Linked DNA regions of Hordeum vulgare: region 1 is linked to region 2. A link is a contact called in public Hi-C data. All regions are on one chromosome and are shown on one strand. Each heading gives the region's core, a stretch centred on a gene start, on an enhancer-like site or on the middle of the called end of the contact. The rest is flanking DNA. Distances are from core to core; before and after follow the strand shown.

The links. A called contact is a pair of places that touch in the nucleus more often than the background predicts.
Region 1: a contact with region 2 is called in a Hi-C map of leaf, with 6 times the contacts expected there. The contact joins two enhancer-like sites. A contact is called at or near these places in 2 of 6 Hi-C or Micro-C datasets (both in leaf).

Annotation. Positions count from the first base shown.
Region 1 is chr1H:376,553,331-376,559,929 of MorexV3_pseudomolecules_assembly, reverse strand. No RefSeq gene overlaps it. Among protein-coding and RNA genes, the nearest start is that of LOC123411511, 69 kb to the left of the region's middle. Within about 2 kb of position 5,304, at least 3 of the 3 cell types and tissues checked have open chromatin away from gene starts, as enhancers often do. A contact at or near this core is called in leaf, where this site is marked.
Region 2 is chr1H:376,428,537-376,435,725 of MorexV3_pseudomolecules_assembly, reverse strand. No RefSeq gene overlaps it. Among protein-coding and RNA genes, the nearest start is that of LOC123438459, 40 kb to the right of the region's middle. Within about 2 kb of position 5,560, at least 2 of the 3 cell types and tissues checked have open chromatin away from gene starts, as enhancers often do. A contact at or near this core is called in leaf, where this site is marked.

The DNA.
Region 1 (6,599 bases), core at 4,055-6,554, 120 kb before region 2:
TTTTCTTTTATTGAAAGGAACACAAACTGCATGGACCTTTTTTTTAATATATGATTAATATTTCTTTCAACAAATGTTTTGATGTCTACTCTTTTCATACACATTTATAAAAAAATTGTATACAACAGGAATATTTTCTGTATACACGTTATATCATTTTCAAAATATGTGATTTATTTTTTTGACAACTTATATTTTGATATTTTTTGATATGTACACTTTCTGTACACACTAAATATTTTCTGTATATACCATGAACATTTTTATACACACGTTTAATAATTTTCGTAAACATGATTACCATTTGATAAAACATATATTTATCATGTTTATATTCTCATAGACATACTCTATTTTTTGTATACGCCAAGAACATTTTTTGTATACACATTTACAATTAGCCAAATACGTGATCAATTATTTTATGTCTATTTGTTTCGATATACATTGGACATTTTTTGTATACATCACGAAAACAATTATATAAACATGACATATTTTATATTCCTGATTAGAAAATTCAACATAAAATATAGAAATTATATTATTGATTTATACCTTTTTCATATGGTTTGAAAAAATATTCTATACTTTTGTTTACACATCAAAAACATTTTTTCTATACACATTTAACATTTCTACGCTTTTGTATAAAAAGTGATTTTCATATATATATATATATATATATATATATATATATATATATATATATATATATATATATATATATATATATATATATATATATATATATATAGGACTAACTTTCTGTACTCCTGGATAAATTTACTCCCATTCTTAATATACTTTATATACGCATTGGTTATACCTCTTTATCATTTTTAATATACTTTATTAAATATTCTGAGAGACCTCAATATGAGTTTTGTTGAGAAAAAAATATCAGTTGCGATGTACTCTTTATAATATACTTTTTCACGTGTAAACAAAACAGTATATACGTAAACCTTTAAAAATATGTAAACTCACACGAATTTTTTCATGAAACTCACTTTAAGGTATCTAATAATTATTAATGAATTATATTAAAAACAATAATGAGGTATAAAAGACTCATCTATGTGGTACATGAAGAGCGGGAGTACGTACTCCCAAGAGAGAGAGAGAGAGAGATAGAGAGAAAGTCTATTCATCATCCAGGTGCAAAATAATTTATTCTTCACCCAGATAATTTTACGACCGTTTCGTAAATAAATTACATTTGGAATACCGATAGTTACATTAATATTGATCCATTATGTCAAATTTGATGTAAAAAATTAAAAATATAGGTTATAAGACCAGAAAAAATCACATTTCATATGTATTTAACACTATGTTTTTATGTTTATAATTTGACGTGACATAAAATATTTTTATGATGATTATATAATTTTTTACGATCTCTTTTTACATATGAAATAAGTAAAAGCATAAAACTACGGTACATTGATGAAAAATAGAGGCAGTGAAGGATAACTATTCTTCACCCAGGGTGATGAAAATAATGAAGAAGAAAAAATCCAAAAGAAAAAATAAAAGAAAACGAAAAAGAATGGTAAAATGTGAAAATAATGAATAATAAAAAATCACTGGAGGCCTGTATCCTAACTGGGCCGGTCACATTGGACGGCTGCCTTCAGGAAAAACATGGGTAGTCCCAAAATACCAGTTTCGTTTATTAGAAAAATGCCCTTGACAGAAAATGAAAAAAGCAATCTGATAGTAAAATAAATGGACATTTGTTAAATTTGTACCAAATCTGCGACAACTAGTTTGGATCGAGGGGGTATAAGAAAAAAAATGTGCTATATCATAGCAGATATAACAGAGGGGATTGCGTTTCTAAGGGCTTGTTCGATTAATCCCTTCCACGAGGAGATTGAAGAGGATTGAATGAGATTGAGTTAAAATTTAATTTGTAAGGAATATAACCCCTCCCAATCCCCTGCAAGCTCCTTCAAATCTGAAGTAATCGAACACGGCCTAAGGGATTGTTCGGTTAATCTCAGCAAGGAGGGGATTGGAGGGGATTGAGATGAAATTTGACTTGCAGGGGATTTAATCCCTCTCGATCCCCTCCAAACCCCTTCAATTGGGAAGGAACCGAACAAAGCCTAAGGGGGGATTGCGTTCGATTGCGTTCCTCGTGCTAAGAGCATCTCTAACGGTAGCGCAAAAAATCCGCGCCCAATAAATTTTTTAGCGCGTCACTGTAGCAGTTTTGAAGCGCGGGGACCGGAGCATCTCCAACAGACGCACGCTAGTGCGACGCCCAATCCAGTCCGATCCAGCAGTCCGATCTGCAGCAGCTCAGAGTTTGCTGCGCGCGAAAGCCGGCGCACCAAATGTGCTGCACGCGATAGCGTTTTTGAGCGCGCGCCCAAAAGTTTTTAGCGGGCGCAGTGTTTTGCAGTTTCTGCTGGAGCAGTCCGGCGCTCAAAAAACGGATCTTTTAACGCGCGGAGCAGTTTTTGAACGGCTGTTGGAGATGCTCTAAACTGTGTGATCGTACCTCTCCGTCAATTTTTGAAATGAAGATTCAGGCAGGGAATCTGCCCCCCGTCATTAAAATAAAACAAAACATTTGTTCCCGATCTGGCGTTTGGCTTCCGGGGAAAGCCGGTCGATCCGGAGTTCCGGACGCGACGTCTCGTGCAACGTACGCACTTGGCCGTGAGGCGTTCGCGTTTGTAGACGCAAGTGTTTTCGAAGCTTCAAACACTGCAAGCCACACGATCGACATCAACTTGTTTGACCCCACAGCGGATCATCGATGACTCTCGGCGTCTCGGGTCACACACGCCGGGATCGGCGGTAAAGCAAACAGCAAGAAGCGACATCGGGTCGTCGTCTTCCTTCACCGCCGCCTCGGCGTCCATTGTCCTCCGCTCACCGAGCTATGACCACTGCTGTTTTCCATGCATGCGCCGGCCGAACCTACAGCACGCGCGTTTGTGCTCGGCCTCCTCCGGTTACTGTCAACGACCGATACGTCAATGTGCTGCGCTAATATCTTGACGAACCATCTCTCCGATCTTTCGTTTTCTCGGTTGCTTTATCGAGCAGGGAAATCGTCAATGGCGGAATGGAATCGACGTTTCGATGGGAGAATCACTGAAGCGCGATCGCTCGTTCTGGGAGGGATTGATTGGGTTTGTTCTAACCGGCCCTTGGAGATACCCAAAAGAGGAGGGGATTCGAGGAGGAATATTGCCGCGGATAGAGTTCGTGAGCGAGCCTACCTCTGATTAGTTTTTGCTCAATAATTGCGCGCGGCTTTGACCCTGCCGATCCACGACGTGTCTGCTATGCTTAATTATGTGTGTGTGTGTGTGTGTGTGTGCCGGACTTGAGCAGCAACCCAGCTCTATGCGTTGAATCCTCTACAATTATTCTTCCCAAGAATTACTTACCTGTCTTTCTTTTTAGTTTACTTGAGCAAAACATTATATAGTTTCCTTCCTCCGATTTGAGCTTTGCCAAATTTATAAGTTCAGATAGCCAGTCAGCATGCCAGCATGCACACGCTTAACTGTCTACCTGAGTATATATGATTATATAGTTCATGAATGATTCAGTCGGTGTAGTGAAACGCATTTAAAAATGTCAGTCTTGCGATCTCGAGCTTGGAAGAGCCGCGATACATGAGTTTACTCGACCAAGTAAGCAGAGTGCCTTGGACTTGTATACATGAAAATTAGTAATTGAAACCTGGTCAATAGTTGAAACTATATCAAAAATAGCGTGAGAGCAGACCCGTGGAAATTTAATCTATATGTAGAAACTAGCGTGTGGTATTGTAATTTAGTCTGGACAATACTTGAAACCTGTCGGCAAGGTCACATCGCCTGGACTACGGCCCCTGTACGCAGAGACGGAGAGAGATGTTCTATTCAACTATCTGAAAAAATGTAAAAACCATTACAGTATTAAAGGCAGCAACAGAAAAAAAACTCATACAGATGTGAAAGAACGCAGAACCCTAATCACATCCGATGCAAGTTTCAGTTAACACCAACACCTAGACTCGTGTGATTAGCCGATTAATTGATTTGCTAGTTGGGTCGACTGGCAAGCGATTGAGCTAGCACGTAGCCATCTGTTTGCCGGGAGCCTGCTCCCTAATCAGGAGCCCAGGTTCGAGCTAATCCTCCTAGGGATACACAGATGATTGCTCTCCCCAGCTCACGAGTCAGATTCTCCCATGCTCAATCGCCCAACACATTCTCGCGCCATGTGAATCTCATTCTGTCACGCATGATCCAACTGCATAATGCATGGGTCTACTGGCAGGGAAATGGGCTGCAAAATATCTTGATCATGTGCTTGTAAACCAGCAGACAACTAGTTTTCCTTGTGCATAGTACTGCCGATGATTGGTGATCCAGTTGTCGCAATTTGGGGAGGATTTCTTTGTCGAGCTGTTTCCCGTAATTTCATCGGCGTTGATCCAACTGGAGCGGAGTTGAATACTCTGCGTGCATGATTAAGCCATTGGCCGCATACCCAATTAATGCCCTGACAAAATGGTTGGGTTGGAAATCCACATATCGTGTTGAGAACTTGAGATGAACCCAGCCGGATCGCAGTACCGGTCGGTTTAGCTTGATTTCTTTCCTGATTGCTGATAACGAAGTGCCACCCTCCAGCATATATGACCCGTGCGTGCTCCAAGCTACCATCAGCACTTTGTTTGCTCTGAAAAAGAAGCGATTTAGAAGCGTTAGGGATACTAGTCCGACTACTAGATGTTAAACCCGTAGTTCCTACGTTTAATTAACCCCTCCCTTTCCGAAATTAACAAGCATTTCACCATTAGAAAAGAGAGAAAGATCACTGTGTTGTCCGGTTCGTCGCGGGATGCATGAATGGTTGGATTGTTTTCTTACGTCGACGTACTAATTGAATATGTCACCGTTTCGGCCTTGGCGTGAACCTAACCAAGCAGTTGTTGAGACTATTAACATGAAGACTATCTGGCTAAATGCGAGGACCAGGAGAGGCTTTCACCGAATTTTCTAGCACAATTATTGGCCCAATTGCACGTTAACTTTTCTCCAGTTCCAGCCTTTTTAAAATCGGTTTCGTGCGGGTCATGGAAGATGAAACTCATCTAGCTGCTACGTAGCTAGTCGGAATATTCAGCAGTGGTAGCTGTGGTACCACTTTACCGCAAGTCGTTGTCACAAACTTTTGTTGAATCTTTTGGCAGATCGACTTCATATGCAAGTGGCGTAACCTCATGCCCCGGAACAGAACGGCACATAAGCAGGCGCAGTGCCGTGTGTGCATGATTGCATGGCTTGATGGATAATGCTGGTTGCTCAGCTGATATTTTCCTTCCTTGGTTGCAGATAAACACAATTGGTCTATATTTTTTTAGAAAAGAAGGAAGACCCCGTGTCTGCATCTGGACGATACATGCAGCCACTTTATTAATTATTCACAAAGATCTTATAAAATAATACATCAGTACATCTAAAGCCACCATCTCGACAACATATGTAACTACTCGTATCCTTGATGAAGGGATGTCGATAGTCCGAACCGAATACCAAACAAACTTCGCATCATAGCCTAACATCTAAAACCAAAGACCCCAACCGAGCCACAGTGTCGGGTCTCGGGCGCACAACGGTCCGACACACTCTCAGAAGCCGTCGCAACCGTCTCCATCAATCCATCTTCAGAGTTGTACCGACACATCGACCTTGCGAGGCCTATCTGCCATCAACGCCACCACGACGCCAGACAACACCACCATCCTGCGCTCGTCTATCATCACACGCCCACCGTCGAGACACCGCTGCTCCATGCCGCCGAGATCCGTCGTTGTTGACGTGCGAGATTCCACGCCGCTCCTCCAATACGAACACCACCTGCTGACACTGGTTCCATCCCCTCCGCCTGTAGTTTCTCTAACCGAGCACCCGAACGCTCCAGGCGACGTCTTCAAGAAGGACACGGCACATGCATTGCCGTCGCCGCCCAATCTGATGAGATTTTGGGTCTTCACCCGGGCATGGGGTCGGGATGGAGGGAAGGGACCTCGACAACGCTTGCAAGAAGGATAACATCGACCTTGGTCGTCCCCACCATCGGGATGAGCGAATCATCTAGAGTTTCCTTCGGTCCGCTGTCATCTCTACCAACTCCCGTGAACGCACTGAGGCCGACGACCGAGGTCGCAAGACACCAAGTGCAGCGGGCAAGAGCCTGCAACGTGGAGGAGATCCACCTGTAACTTGCCACCCACGCGGCCAAGACGCCATCCATCTGTCACCCGCGAGCGTCGCCAACCAAGGGCGCCACCGCCATACCTACAGGGGCCGCCGCCCCAGATCCAGTATTCTCCACGAAGATCGGAGCAACGAGATCCGCCACCACACGGCCCATGCCTCCGCCCAAACCTTCCACCGCCTGAGGTCACCGCTACCGTGAGCCGCCATGCTGCCGGAACACCCACACCCCATGGATCTGGGCAACGCACACCGCAGCAAACCCACCACCACCGGGACTCGCCGTGCCGTCGGGAGGGCCGCACCCCGCGGATCTGGGCGCCCGCGCCGTTTGTGCACCTGAGGGAGGGAGGAGAG
Region 2 (7,189 bases), core at 4,311-6,810:
CTTTGGAGTACATGCTTGTTGGACGGGACAAGAGGAGGAGCAGTGTTTTTCTACCGCAAGCCCGATGGTGGATCCCGATGGCATGGCGCTGCGGAGGTTTGACGACGGGCGTGTGTGAATGGATACATGCAGGATGGTGGCACTGTCTGGCGCCGTGGTGGCTTCGACGGCGGGCCTCGCAAGGTCAATGCGTTTATTGTAGCTCTAGAGATGGACCAGTGGAAGATGATGGTGACAACCTCTGAGAGTGCGTCGGACCGGTATGGGATCCAGTTCCGGTGTGTGGCTGGGCTGGGGCATCCGGCTATAGATGTTAGGATTTGGTCCGATGTCTGTTTGGTATTTGGTCCAAACATTCGGTCCACCTTCATCAAGGGATAGAAGTAGCAACACGTGTTGCCTAGACGGTGGTTTGAGACTGACTGATGTATTACTTTGTATAGTCTGTATAAATAATTAATAAAATGGTTGCATGCATTCAGCCGCAAGATCACCTTTAAAAGATCACCTTTAAAAGAAAAACCGGAGATGGACAATATAGGAAAACATTTCGGGCCGGCGCGCCGGCCGAGCGCGCGTCATAGGATTAAGGCTAATCCTATCATGTGGTTGGCCGCGTTAGCGATTTTTTTGCTACAACCCGTGTTGATTTTTGCTACACCCGTCCACTAAAAAAGTTACATCCACATTCGTTGAAGTTGCAACCCGAGTTCATTGATTTTTTTTTGCTACAACCAGTGTCGATTTTTGCTACAACCGATGTCGATTGTTGCTACAACCGTCCATTAAAAAAATGGCATCCACATTTCTCAAAGTTGCAACCCGAGTTCGCCGGATTTTTTTTGCCATAATCGGTGTCGGTTTTATCTACAATCTGCATCTCATTTTGCTACAACCACGCTGGACTTTTGTTACAACGTATTGCTGGTGTCGATTTCTTGCTACGACGATGTGTGCTATTTGCTACAACCCATATTTTGTTTTGCTACCACACATCATCAACATCGTTATTTTGCTATAACCACGTTTTTGCTGCATCTCTGACCAAAATTTGCTACAACCGTAGTTTGTTTTTTCTATCATCAATGATTTTTGTTACATGATTCGATGTGAGGTCTAACTTAGTTTTATCTCGTGGCTCGTGCGCGATCAGCCAAAAGTTTCGGCCAGCACGGCGAGGCAAATTAGTCCCCGACAATATACCACTTGGCAGAAAATAATCTTGCAAATAATGTGCAAGTAATACAACACTCCTTCTGTTTTTATTCACTTCGCATATTAGTTTGACCTAAATCAAACTTTATAGACTCTGACCAAGTTATTGAATGGTGATTCTAGTGATACTGATTTGGTATTGTTGATGTTTATAGTTTTTGTATAAACTTGGTTAAAATTTAAAAAGCTTGACTCGAGACAAAACCAGAATGTGAAGTTAATAAAATCGGAGGGAGTACATATTTTTTTTGCGTGTGGTTAAATTCAAAGCACGTACGGGCCACTTGGGCCTTGCTAGGTACAACAAGATGCATCTACTTGGCTTTAATCCTTCATCAAAGAGACAAGAACACATGTGAGGCGATCAACATACACTCTGATAGGCTGGTCGCTAGCCTGGCCAGTACTGGATGGTCTGCACATGACAGACCAGCAAATAGATTCTTCTTAAACATGCATGCATGATATCCGCTCTTTTGTCTCTGTTCAGCTAGCTGACTCTAAATCGAGGTAGAGCCTAATGTCGTTACTTAGCTCTACAGTGAAACTATGTTTTCATGATGTTCAGTCGTGAGACTGTTACTACAGTCAAGGTAGTTGAAGGATTCTTTGTCTGCAGAAGAGAAAAGTTAGAAGGATCCTATTAGACCGAGATGTGACCTCTGCTACAGTCTTAACTAGTACGAACAAGATTAATGTCTCTGCTAATTCCATGTACCTAAAAGGCATAGAACCCATTTCAAAAGACGAGTCCAAAGGATCAATCGTTTAATTAAGCAAAAGAAAAAAAAATATGCTTTCTAAATAAAAGTAGAGAATTTACTTGCTGGACCATACAGTCGACCGCGTCGCCCCTGTGGGCGACCGGCCGCGCCTGCCTCCTCCAGTTCCCCCCACCCTTCCCTCCTCGTCACCATCGCCGACACTCCCTGCCGGGCCTGGCCCAGGGGACGCTGGCGGCGGAGGCGCCTCGCCATTCCCCTCTTGGTTGCTCTCCGACGCGGGGCGGAGTGGCGCGAGGGGGTGTTTTCTAGGCGGCGGTGGTCCGGCGTGGTGGCGAGGTATCTTGGTGCGACGCAAGAGAACGGCTGGGCGGCAGCGGCGCCGTTGGCGGCGGGGGTGGCGCAGCGGCATGTCCTGGCGGCACCCACTCGGCCCAGATCTGGGCCATTTAGGGCCCCATCTGGATCTGGGCGTGCCGACGACGGGGCGGGACGGCGGCGTGGCTCCTAGGAGATGGGGGAGCGGCGATGGGCTATGGGGTGCTGGCGGCGCCCTGCTGCAGCGTGGCAGGCGGGGTTTAGCGGGGCTGGCCGGGGCAGGGGTGGCCTGGTTTACACTGCTGCTGCGTCCGGTTGGCGACCACGACGATGCCAGAGGACAGGGTCCTCCGCATGAAGGCGGTGGAGGTGGTTCCCTCCCGCGCGGCTACGGTGTTGCTGCTCCCGTCGCCAAGCGCCCTCTCTTCGTTCTCTTGGCCTCGTGGTGGTGATCTCAGTGAGGCAGATTGGGTGGCGTCGCGACCGCGGTGGCGCATGCTGGTGGGTGGCGGGTCGGCTGGTTGGCTCCAGTCCGGTTGGGCGGCGGGGTTTGGAGTGCGAGAGAAACCCTTGCCGGTTCTTCCGGCTCCGATGCGGTGATGACTGCGGGTGCCACCATTTCTTCCTGAAGGGTGTCGGCGGTCTCCATCCCCCACTCCCTCCGCGTACCGGGGAAGACCCTAGGACACGTCTGAGCAGCAGCGTCATCGCATCCCTTGTTGGAGGTGCTACTTGTTACGCGGAGGATCGGAGCCTTGGATCGTGGTGGATCGATTCCAAAGGGCGCATCGGTTGCCGTTCATCCGTGCTTCGTCGAGCTGCCGGTGTTCGCATTGTTTATTTCTCTTTTTTTTTATCTGTTGTGATGCTCGTTACAGGATTTGCTCTGTGATCGGTGTTGGTTGCTTTGTAATACAAAACGAGAAAAAATCCTTTTTTAATAAATAAAAATAAAGAAATGCTGAAACGTCGTAACCAGAAACTTTTTCGTTTTAAAAAATAACCAGAAACTTTTCCATTTCAAAAAAATAAATAACCAGAAACTATATTGGACACCCACGGCCTTTTTGGACGCAACTGATGAAAGATGATCTGTGTAAATTTGTTCAACCGATTCAGATGGCGGCCTATAAGTAAGGTTCATGATGCATAAGGCTCGTCTCTCGGCATTTATCTTTTTAATTGCCTTGCGGCAGCCATGTGTGACAACATTTTTGTAATTTTATTGTGTTTGGATGATAAATTTTGAAATAATTATTAAAAGGTTGTGTGCATCATTTGATGTAGAAGCCGATGACGTTTTCGTGTTTAAAAAATAATAATAACCAGAAACTTTGTATACAAAAATCATGGCTATTTGCGTCATCTTACATCGGTAAACTATAATATCCACATCTAAAATTGTCTGAAGTTACTGTGGATTTTTTTAGTAAATTTTGATTTCAAACTGGAAGTAGAGAAATGTTGGGACGTCATAACCTGAAACCTTTGAGTCAAAGGTTATCCTTGACTTCTACATCCAACTTTATTAAAAGCAAAGTACTTCCTCCGTTCCTAAATATAAGTCTTTTAAGAGTTTCTATCAAAAAACTACATACGGATGTATATAGACATACATTAAAGTGTAAATTCATTCATTTTGTTTCGTATGTAGTCTCCTGATGTAATATCTAAAAAGACTGGTGTAATATCTAAAAAGACTTATATTTAGAAACGGAGGGAGTAACAAACATCTTCAAAGTTTTACAAAATGGAAAAGGAAAAAGCGCACAACGTTAGCATAAACTCGGAACTAACAAAATTAAAGCATCTCCAATAGCGGCGCAAAAAGGCGCGCGCGCTAAACCGGCATTTTACCGCGCGCGGGACAGATTGGCGCGCTCCAGTGGCGGCGGGAAAACCGCGCGCGCGGGAACCGCTAGCGCGCGCGAAAAGGCAGCAGCTCGCGCGCCATTTTTACGGCGCCGCGTTCCGCGCGCCCATAAAAGGCAGCGCGCTGCCGCTTCCTCACGCCATCGCCGCGCGCGTTCTCTCTCCCTCTGCCTCTCGCGCCGCCGCCCCAGCGCGCTCTCTCTGCCTCTCGCGCCGCCGTCGCGCCGCGCCGCCGTTCTGCGTCGGGCTACCGCGGCGTCCGCCAGCGCCCCAACAACGGGTTCTACGCCGAGATACGCTCCGGCGATCTCCGGCTGAGCCTCGGGACCTACGACACGGCGCACGAGGCCGCCCGCGCGTTCGACGCTGCGGCGTGGCGCCTAGGCAGGCCGCGCCTCCAAATGAATTTCCCGGACGTCCACACGCTCCAGCAGGCGTTAGACCTCGCCCCGCCGCCTCGTCTTAACTCCGCACAAGATCGTGCGGAGAACACTGCGCTGCAGCGCCGCCTCCTCGTCGCCCAGGAGGACGAGCGGGTCATGGCGGAGTGGCGCCGGCGCCACCCGGAGGACGTTGCCTACCAGTAGGAATATTGGGAACGGCGCCGCGAGGAGGACACGCGCCGGCGCCGCGAGGAGCGGTTGGACAGGCGTCGTCGGAAGGCATTGGCGTGTGCGCAGGCCGACCTCGTCAATGCCGGCGAGATGTCCTTCTTCACTAAAGAAGATAAGCGTTGGTTTGACATCTGGCTGTCAACCTCTGACGACACCAACGACGATGATGATGGTGGAGATGACTGGAGCGACTAGGAGTTTTTTTGTTTTCGAACTATCTAGCACCGAACTATCTATCTATGTTTTCGAACTACCTATCTAGTTGCAATATATGTAAAATAACTTTATATCGTTTTTATTTATTGGAATCTACTTTAAAAAATGTTGTGTGCGCTGCATTTTTGGATACTGCTGGAGCGACGCGCGCGCGCTGCATTATAGCACGACTGTTGGAGCCAGCGCCTATCCCTGCGCTAAACCAGCCGGCGCGCGCTGTAAATACATTTTTTAGATGCGGCGCGAAGCGCGGCTGTTGGAGATGCTCTTACATGGCTATTTATGATATGCTCCGTATATGAGAAAACTTTGCTAACAAATACTAATGACTATTTGTATCCTACACGACTAGAGATACAATAAATACTATCACGAGGCATGCGTAAATATATGAATATTGGTTATAGTATAAAAGAGTTTTATTACTCTCAGACCTCTGCAATATGAATGACCAACACCGGCAGCCGACTAGTGGTCATTGGAGGAGATAATCCACGAGAAAAATGGATGGGTTCTGAGAATCGCCATGTCAACGCATGTCGCCGTTGTAGGAACTAGCTAGGTCGTAGCTGCTGTCCTCAGGAATTGACACATTTGTTTGTCCCTGGATCTGTAGCAGAAGAAACATTGTCACTCATGGACGCATATACCACTTGCTTGACAAGGTAGTCGAGAACAGATCCAAAGTTTTCCTGCTGCACTGATAGATCCAGCAAAACGGAATCTTGGATTAAAGTTTAGATCTTTCTTCGTGCCACCTTTACCACTGAAGCGAACGTTTTAATTATTGTTGTTGCGACGTACACTCCCTCCTTCACACAGTACATGGAGTATAATCTTTTGACTTAAGTCAAAATTGATATGTTTAATCAATGTTATCAAAACGATATTAGTAAGTCCCGTTGAACATATAGTTTGCATGTATACGTGTATAGCTTGGTCCATCTCCCAGCTTTTGTATAGTTGAGGTTGAGACACATATTATACTCTATATATGTGCACATACATCCAATCAATACATTGCGAGTTGCATTGCCAAACATCTCTCTACATGGTATCATGCCTAACATTCCTACCCTGACCCTAAAGCCGCCGCCGCAGCCGCTCCTGCTCACCACCACCCCACGTTGTCGCCGCGTCCTCCCTCCCAACCGCCGCTATCGCCGCATGTCTTCCATCGCTTCCTCTACACCTCTCCAACCCGCAGCCATTGCCGCCGCGATCTCCCGCCGCCACTCGCCATCTCTCCCCCGCAGTCGGCCTCATGAGCTCGCCGGCCTCCTCCAGCACCAACCTTTCGCCGGCCATGTGCCCTCCGCTGAAGCCATCCGCGACCTCAACATCGATGCCCGTGTTCCCATCCACCACGACTCCTCCACCTCCTTGTACTGCGCGTGGAAGACCTACTTCAACCTCGTATTCCGCGGGTACTACCTCACCGAACACATTGATGGCTCCATCGACGCTGAGTACATGAAGGGCCACCCGGAGTGGTCCGCCATCGAGGCCACTCTAATCCGGTGGTTCTACCAAACCATCTCGAAGGACATCTTCCACACGGTTGTCACCGACGACGACGATGCTTGCAGCGTGTGGACCAAGATCAACGCGCTCTTCACCGACAATAAGCTTCAACGCCTTGTTTTCTTGCAACACGAGTTCTTCGGATGCCACCTAGATGACTCCACCATCGATGACTATTGCATGCGGCTCAAGATGCTCGGCGACGAGCTTCACGACATCGGCACCAAAATCTTCGACGAGCTCATGCTTAGCACTCTCACCGTCGGCCTCAATGAGAATTTCGGCAACGCCGCTTCCAATCTCAAGTTGATGACGGAGCCCACCTTTCAGGTTGCCGTCGCATACTTGAAGCTTGAAGTGCGCCGGATGAAGAAGGTGAAACATCGGGTGCAACACACCGCCCTCGCCGCCGTCACAACCCGCGACGGGCCCAATCCTCCGGCGCCCGCCCCCTCCCCGCGGCCCCTGCCTCCATCGGGGTTTTACCCGCTGCCTCCCGCCGCTCCCGTGCCGCCCCAACAGCAGCGGCAAGGGGGGCGCAACCGGCATTGTGGAGGCGGCCGCCACGAGCAGCAGCCACAACAACAGGGGACCGCGGGTGCGCCGCGCCACCTGCAGTCATCTCCTCCATGGACCGCAGGCACCAACCCTTGGACGGGCATGGTGCATGCTTACCACATGCTCGTCCCAAGGGCTCCCTCATGCGGG